Linked DNA regions of Zea mays: regions 2 and 3 are each linked to region 1. Evidence: chromatin contacts called from public Hi-C data. All regions are on one chromosome and are shown on one strand. Each heading gives the region's core, a stretch centred on a gene start, on an enhancer-like site or on the middle of the called end of the contact. The rest is flanking DNA. Distances are from core to core; before and after follow the strand shown. Region 1 holds the start of LOC100285302 (metal ion binding protein). Region 2 holds the start of LOC542622 (voltage-dependent anion channel protein1a). Region 3 holds the start of LOC100384489.

Region 1 (2,786 bases), core at 126-2,625:
AATAAAAAATATAATCATGTCGGGCCGGGCCAGCACTACGGGCCGAGGCTACAGCCCAAACACGGCACGGCGTTCTTGGCTCTTGCTAGCATTAGGTCGTTTCTGAGACCACATTCGCGCAATGGACTCCATGGTGTCTGAGGTTGCTGAATTGGATGAAGCAACAATGATTTGTCACACTAACAGTAAAAAGAAAGGTTATTTGTTAGTTTTCAACGTTAGTAATTGCTACGAAGTAGAATAATTTATATGGAGCGCATCCAGTTTTTATTGATGCCTGACTTTAGCAATCACTCTATATTTTGATCTATTTTTTTATAAGTTTGAGTTCATATGACTTATTTTAGAAACTTGAGCTAACAAACTTTCTCTTATTTGGTCTCTGTATGGTGGAATTATGTCATTCTATAATCTCTGTTCGTTCAGTCAGTCGTTGTGAACTCTCTTCTAATCGCTAACTTCATTGGCTGTGTTGTACCAAGACATACTGGATGGAGTAAACAATAACATCAGTTAGTCAAATCAAAAAATATTATACGGAGAGCAGAGACAATTAATAATAAATCTTGAAATTTTTTGTATGGATAGTTTATGTGGATATTGTTATAAGCCGTCGCAACGCACCAACAAACAACTAGTATAAGAAAACATAACAGATTAAATGACCCCCTCCTCCTACAATCACGGCCTAATACTGGAATTATCTATGACCTGCAAAGTGGTGGTCCACATGCAGGTACCCGATGAGGGAACAACGGCACAGCTCAGCGGACGAAACGTGGCAGTTGGCGGACCCTGATTGGAGTCCCTGCCCGTCGGTCCCTTGCTGGGAGTGGGACTCCCCTACTGCCAACTTGCTAGTATCTGAAGCCTGGAGCTGGAGGACAGAGCTGAGACAGCCCAGCTCCAGCAGTTGTTGAGCAACCAGCCCACGGCAAATGCATGAGCAGGGTTTTCTGTTACGCGGGTTCATCGAATCATCGCCTCCAGGAATGAGGAAACTGAAGACTGGTTGAGGAGGAGCTAGGGGCATCAATGCAATCATGGGCCCAAAATGTTGTTAGTCTTTACTAGTTACCTTGCAGAAACGGCATGTAAACAACTATACAAAGCTGGCTTTTTTTCCGCGGAGTCCGTTTGCGCTGAACTCGGCAGCGCATCTGGGGGAAACTTCTCGCGGGCGGTCACGCCCACAAATCGATACACGGCGAGGCTAGCTGTAGCTGTACACACACATACAAACCGTACCGGGCCTCACCTGCCTGCAAGGAAGAAGCAGCTCAGGTCAGTGAGCTGATGGTGCCGGGGGGCCGCGCCTGCTAGCTATATATACACACGCGACCTTCTTCTAGCTTGCTAGCTGCCATTCATCATCAGAGCTAGCTAGCTCAGAGAAGAGAAGAGCTGTTGCGTAGCGCGCGCGCGCGCGCTGTGACGACGACTGTGAGTAGCGAGAGAGTGAGTGAGTGGTGACTATTTCAAGAACATCAGCTCGACCGTTTCTTCGACCCCGCGCCCTTTCCTGCTAGTAGCTTTGGAACTAACTGAACCATGGGAGGCACGCTGGAGTACCTGTCGGACCTGCTGGGCGGCTGCAGCAGCAGCAGCCGGCGCCGGTACAACAGGAGGACGCAGTTCCAGACGGTGGAGCTCAAGGTGCGCATGGACTGCGACGGCTGCGAGATGAAGGTCAGGAACGCCCTCTCCCGCATGAAAGGTACAGCAGTCTTTTTATAATTAATTTACACTACTGCTAGCTACTTATTCGTTTAATTTTTCATCGCGTTCGCCGTTATATATCTCAACTGACGATGACGAGGACACCTGCATGATAATTCTTCAGGGGTGCATTCCGTGGAGATCGACCGGAAGCAGTCCAAGGTGACGGTGCAGGGGTACGTGGAGCCTCACAAGGTGGTCAAGCGGGTGCAGGCCACGGGGAAGAAGGCGGCCGAGATCTGGCCCTACGTGCCCTACAGCCTCGTCGCGCACCCTTACGCCGCGCCGGCCTACGACAGGAAGGCGCCGCCGGGCTACGTGCGCAGGGTCGACGCCGTCATGCCCGCCTCCAGCTACGGCGGACCCACGGCGGCCGGCCCGCAGGAGGAGCGGCTCGTCAACATGTTCAGCGACGACAACCCCAACGCATGCTCCATCATGTGAATTTCAATTACTACTGTGTCAAATAGCTATAGACCACGGGTGCAGCTCTCTTCGATCACAGAACAAGTATATGCATGGTCGCCTCGGTTGGATGTTTATGTCCATGACAGAATATATATATATATATATATATATATATATATATATATATATATATATATATATATATATATATATATATATATATATATATATATATATGTCTTTTGTGTGAGCAGCTGGAGTAGATAAGCGTAAAAAATGTTTTCCTCAACTGTAGCCTGTAGGCGGCGGTAGAGTTAATTAGACAAAATATTTTATAAACTAAGACCTTTAATATCCACACAACTCACAAAAGTCATTCATTCAACAACCATAGATATCCAGTTCAATGCATATTTGTCCCAAAGCCATATGGTTCACAAAAGCCATTCGTTCACCAATCGAACAAAGAATTGCATAAGTTCCAATGTAAAAGAAGCATACACACGTACTCAGGAGTACAGGCACTGAAACCGCCGCTTGGATAATTCGCGCTGTGGCCACATTGTCCTATAGGAGGGGTAGGCCGTAGCTCCTCAGCACGCTCAACGACCGAACGACGACGCCATCGCCATGGCTGGCAGCTGCTTCCTGACGCTATG
Region 2 (2,786 bases), core at 110-2,609, 370 kb before region 1:
ACACTTCGGTTATCCCTTGCTCTCTTTGTTGAACCCTTTTCTTGGTCTTTTTATTGGCTTATGTGAACCTTTGGCACCTGTAGAACTTATAGACTAGAGCAAACTAGTTAGTCCAATTATTTGTGTTGGGCAATTCAACCACCAAAACCAATTAGGAAATAGGTGTAAGCCTAATTCCCTTTCAAATAGGGACTCCAATACTCGCTAACCGATGCTAAATCCCTTATTAGGGTTAGGATATCAGACAAAAAGTCTCCCCATTGGTATAAATATGAGACAAAATATTCACCCATTAGGTAAGCAGAAATGGGTTTGGAAAGAAATCATCCAAAACCAATTAACCATGAGTAATATTCACCTAGTGAAATTAAATGTGTGTCCTAATAGATAATAAGCACAACAACTAACTCAATCTCTTTCAACTAACTTAATCTCTTTCAACCCTTTTAAGCACCCATCCACCTAGCCTAGGTGGTCAGCCACTAGCCGTCCCATCCACTAGTCCATATGTTTTTTTTTTGTGTTTTGCTGTTTTGTATGGTTAAACATATTTTTTTATTAAATGTCAGATTTATTGGTAGTGTATTATTGTTAGGTGCCGTGTGACTGTTAATGTCATATGAAATATAATTTAATAGTGTTTTCCTTGTCATGGATGAGGACCCATTGAGACCCTATATCAGAATAAGGATGTGTATGAGATGAATCTTATATCATAATAGATATAAGTATGAAAATAGGGATGTGTATAACTTCATGAGACCGTGTCCAACAAGGACCTGTATGTGGTTCTGTACGCCAAATTTACAGGACGCCGAGCTCCTTTGTTGGTCCAGCAACGGACGGTAAAGCCTCCGGTAAAATACCGGACGCTGCCTGCGCATGCTACATTTAGCGTTTCACTGTGCGTCCGCTACGCAGCCGGCCAGCAGGGGCATAGTGCTGATACGACAAGGATGGCCCACATGCAGCTCGTGGGACCAGGAGCTCACAGGAGGAGGCAACGACATTGGAACATGGGTCGGGCCCACAGTTGTCAAAAAATATAGAATATAGGATATAGAGGAGGAAATTTAGAGAACGCTGCTGGAGATGGTAGAGATATAGAGGATGTAATATTTTAGAGTGTACTGTAAAGGACGAAAAATATTTTTTTAGAGGATGAAATTTAAAGGACGTTGCTGAAGATAGCCTGAGGATGAGTACTAGATGTCTGGAGTCTGAACCTGGTGGAGAATTCCCCACAGAAGGAGAAGGAAAATAAACTAGGGTTTAGCCGGGGCCACACGGCAGGCTCCACGGCGTGGTTATGTCCGCCTTTATTCTCCCCCCACTCGTCTGCTTCGCCTCCACCTATCCGCCGCCTCCCAATCATCCTGCCCCCAAACTCCCACCCCGCAGCATCCCCACGCCACCACACCTCGTCGCGTCGCGTCGTCACCGGCGTGAAGATGGTCGGGCCAGGCCTCTACACCGAGATCGGCAAGAAGACCAGGGGTGGGTATCCGTCCTAAGGATTCCTTTCAAGCTCTGGGGATCATGGGTGCAGTTCGCTGGTTTATTCTCTTCTGTTGGTTTGCTTATTGTTGTTGGTTCGCTTTTTCCGCAGATCTGCTGTACAAGGACTACCAGACTGACCACAAGTTCACCCTCACTACCTACACCTCCAATGGCGTCGTAAGTGCTTCGCTCCGTTTCGGAACACCCCGTTTCCTCTTGTTCAGCTTCGGTCCTTTTACTAGGGCGTTGCTTTGTGCTTTCTCCGGACTGGAATGAATCTGGTTGACGTAGCTGTGGGATGGGTTCATGATCTTCTATTGGATTCGTCTGCCGGCTTCGGATTCTCTTGCTCGATCTTAGCGAGTGACTGTTCCAGCACAAGAGATTATTTATTGATTAGATTGGGGTTCCTGCAGAGCCCTGCTTATTAGTTGTGCTCTGTGTCTATCTGCTGGTTGGTTTTTTGATGTAGAGTACAGGATTCGGCAATGTGTGATTTACATGTGATGCTCTTTCACTAGTTTTAAATAAGTGGGTTGCTAGAGAAACCCTCTTGAGTCATGACCAGTGGAGGAAAGGGTTCGAATAAAAAGGGACAGTGGAACCCCTCGCGGTTGTGTTTCTAATAAAAACTGGAGGTGATGTGAAATAGCAGCAAGCTCGAGTTACATAACTGGTGTCGGGCTCAATTTTCAAGGGATGCTACACATGTTTGCACTATGTGGATACTGGGAGGACAGTGTGGGTAGTCAGTTATTGAGTAGAATAATTAAGGAGCTGAGCGATGTCAACGCGTGCCGTTGGATTTCCTTCCACGGTTGCTATGTGAGTAAATTGCTGGTTTTGATGAGTTTTAGATTTGTAGGAAAAATGTATCTGTACTGAACTAAAACAATGAGAATAATAAAACTATAACCGAAGTATCAAACACCTGGAAAAAAGATTGTGTTGAACCCCAATTATGCTGTTACCTTAATTATGTTTCTCAACTCATATTGACTTTTGCAACTTGCATTTCCGTTGATGTATTGGAATCTGGAATTATGTATGCTCATTGCTCTTGTCTTAATGGTAACACTTGCATGATTTAACAATTAATCCTTTGGTGTGCGTGTATATGTTTGATTGTTCTACATGCTTCTAAAAATTGTTACTATGTTAGAGTCATTTGCATTCATGGCTAGCATATTCTTATGATTTTAATATCCTCTCTTACTTTTTCATGCAGGCTGTAACTGCTTCTAGCACAAAGAAAGCTGACCTGATCCTTGGCGAGATCCAATCAC
Region 3 (2,786 bases), core at 110-2,609, 300 kb after region 1:
AATACTTGACATGACTTCAAATTAGTTGGGAAACTAAAGGACAGATAATAAACACCGAGTAAGACAAAATGTCTGAAAAACATATGAAACAGATTAAAATCAGTTGGAAAACTAATTAAATGACTGAATAAGGCAACATGACTGAAAATCATACCACCATGGTGGAGGACAGAGCCGACGGCTAGCAGAAGAACAGAGTCGAATAGAGACGGTGCAACAATGCAAAGCAAATGACATGTGGGCCATACCAACATGGACGGAGCAAGAAGAAGAAAAGACCTGCTACCGTGTTTGTTGCGAATCATTTTGTACCTAACAAATAACCTAACAGCGATTAAGGCTCATATTTTAAAAGTTTATAGACCAAAATGACACATGCCGACAAGTTTAAAGATTAGAAATGCATTTTACTCATTTATATTTGTTTAAGATTAGCGCAAGCTCAACTAAATCTAATAAAAGCAAATAGCCCTCCTACTGTGTTAAACCACCAGTTTCGTGCGTGACTTATGAAGCGTGTAGATCTATTCTTTTTCTCCGCTTTTCGTCTAACAATGAACCATTATACTGTAGATGGTTCTTGAGAAACCATCCAATACCAACACGATAGGATGACACACGTAGCGCGGCGCTCCTACACAGTATCACCTCGCTGGCTCATGTAGGACAAGCCACCAAGTGCCATATAAAAAAAATCGGTTCCTTTTCAACGCATACATTTCTCCGTCTTTTGGCTAAGATAAAGTATGATATTTGTTTTTATCGTTTAAATATTTGATATGTGGACTATACGTTCAGTTTAATATTAAATTTATTTTATATGGGTACTAAATAATATGATTGTGTGTCGTTGTAACACACGCATATTGTAATAGTTGTCATTGACATGAGGATGTAAATAATTATACATTCCGTTTCTAACGCAGGAGCACGATTGCTAGTAGAGTTAAAAATAATTTCTAACTCAAATAACTTCAAAAAAAAAAATCAAAAATGGTTCCCTCCTGTTCTGTTCGGAATTGAGATGGTCCAATTTTGCAACGCAATGAAAGATGACATCATAAAACTATGGAAGACACCAGGAGAGACAACCTCTTTGTCTGTCGCTCCCTCGAGGAAATGTATGCCGTCCTAAATGCTGCAGGCAGAGAGAACTCCACTGAGGGCACATCAAACCGAGAAAGCGGCAATCGAAAACGATGCGTCGATGGCAAAAGCAAGAGCCTCCTCAAGCTGACAGAGTGGCCGCCTGCCTGCCTGCCGTACAACTGTACGAGCTGCCGAGCACGGGGCAGGTAGCACCCAACAAAAGCGAGCGCAAAGCTGCCTGTCAGCGCGCCTGCTTCTCCTCACCCTCGACCCTCCCTCCCTTTCTTGCTAAAGCAAGCCGCCGCCGCTTCTGCTCCTGCAAGCTCTATATTTCCAGGCCTGCTACAGTGCACCCATCGCCAGCATGAAGAAGGCGGTGTCAGTGAGAGGAGGTGGGAAGGGAGGCACAGCCCCTACGGACCTCCTGGTCTGCTTCGCCGCTCGGCAGCACCTGGCGCTGATGCCCAAGCCCATCTGCAGTCCGTCTCGGGCCACCATGGACAAGGCAGCCGCCGCGCGCCGGCGCCAGCTCCAGCTCCAGCTGCCGGGCGCCAGCGCTGCTGCAGGTGGTGCGAGAGTGCGCGGCGGGAGTAGCCCGATGTTCCGGGGGTCCAAGGCGAAGCAGAGGGCGGAGGAAGAAGAGGAGCCGCAGTCGCCCAAGGTCACGTGCGCTGGCCAGATCAAGGTCAGCCGGCCCAAGAAGGTGAAGCCGGCCTCGACGGCAGCGGCGAAGCACAGTAGCGACGGCGCCGGCGGCGCCAGGAGCTGGCTCACCGTGATGGAGGAGATCGAGCGGCTTCACGGCCGCAGGAAGAAGGCGGGCTGGCTCGAGAACCTCGGGATCAGGCGGCACGCGCTGCCGTTCGTAGGCGGCGCGCTCCGGAGCCTACGGTCCAAGGCACGCTGCTTTGGTTCCCTCCATGCCGCGGCCGTGGACTCCTCCGTTGACTCCGACGGCAACGGCAATGGCAACGACGCGGCGGGGCGTGGAAGTGAGCGCGGAGCCGGAGGGAGCGCCGCGGCCAGCGTATTCTACAAGTGGCTCATGGTGCTCGAAGGCGACCAGGAGCCCCTGGAGCAAGACGAAACCAGGTACGACGAGGAATTCGGTCAGGGAGAAGACGTCGAGCGGCAGGTGGGAAAGGAGACGGACGAGGGCACGAACGGGCCGACGTCCGCGCCGCCGCCGAACGCGCTGCTGCTCATGCGCTGCCGCTCGGCGCCGGCGACTGGGCTGTCCATGTCCAGAAGGAGGACGTGTGAGCAGTTGGCTGGCGTGGTCGAACAAGGGAAAGGGGCCGCGGGCGGCGTGCCGGGAGACGCTGAAACAGAGGAGGACAAGGAGGAGCTGGCGTTCACGTGCACAGCGCCCGGCTTCATGAAGCTGTCACTGGACATCGCCAAGGAGACGTGGGTCGTCGGTGGCCGGGACCCGATCGCGAGGAGCCGGAGCTGGAAGAGGTGACCGCCAACGCCAAGGCGCCAACATGCGCCGCATGCGCGACGCCGACGAGGATGACGTGGAGGCGGAACCCATCGTGCTGCCTTGTACAGATCGCTTCACTAATTTCTGTGCTGGAACATATATAAACTCATGTTTCGTAAATGTTTGAGTTTTAATCTTTGCATTCGTCCGCAAGATCCTCGTGAAATCACGCAAGTTTTTTTGTTCAAAACATAAAAGTTTGGAGTCCCGA

The links. Hi-C and Micro-C count contacts between places; a contact is called where the count stands out from the background.
Region 2: a Hi-C map of tassel shows a contact between it and region 1, with 2.7 times the contacts expected there. The contact joins the promoter of LOC542622 here to the promoter of LOC100285302 in region 1. A contact is called at or near these places in 3 of 25 Hi-C or Micro-C datasets (ear, leaf and tassel).
Region 3: a Hi-C map of ear shows a contact between it and region 1, with 2.6 times the contacts expected there. The contact joins the promoter of LOC100384489 here to the promoter of LOC100285302 in region 1. A contact is called at or near these places in 3 of 25 Hi-C or Micro-C datasets (ear, leaf and tassel).

What each region holds. Positions count from the first base shown.
Region 1 is chr2:181,881,672-181,884,457 of Zm-B73-REFERENCE-NAM-5.0, forward strand. LOC100285302 (metal ion binding protein) reads left to right here and starts at 1,376. Exons shown (of 2, transcript NM_001175031.1): 1 at 1,376-1,717; 2 at 1,844-2,254. The coding sequence starts at 1,552. The coding sequence ends at 2,163.
Region 2 is chr2:181,509,672-181,512,457 of Zm-B73-REFERENCE-NAM-5.0, forward strand. LOC542622 (voltage-dependent anion channel protein1a) reads left to right here and starts at 1,360. Exons shown (of 6, transcript NM_001112149.1): 1 at 1,360-1,497; 2 at 1,610-1,677; 3 at 2,729-2,786. The coding sequence starts at 1,452.
Region 3 is chr2:182,186,653-182,189,438 of Zm-B73-REFERENCE-NAM-5.0, forward strand. It overlaps LOC100384489, which reads left to right and starts at 1,360. Exons shown (of 1, transcript NM_001177017.1): 1 at 1,360-2,719. The coding sequence starts at 1,454. The coding sequence ends at 2,554.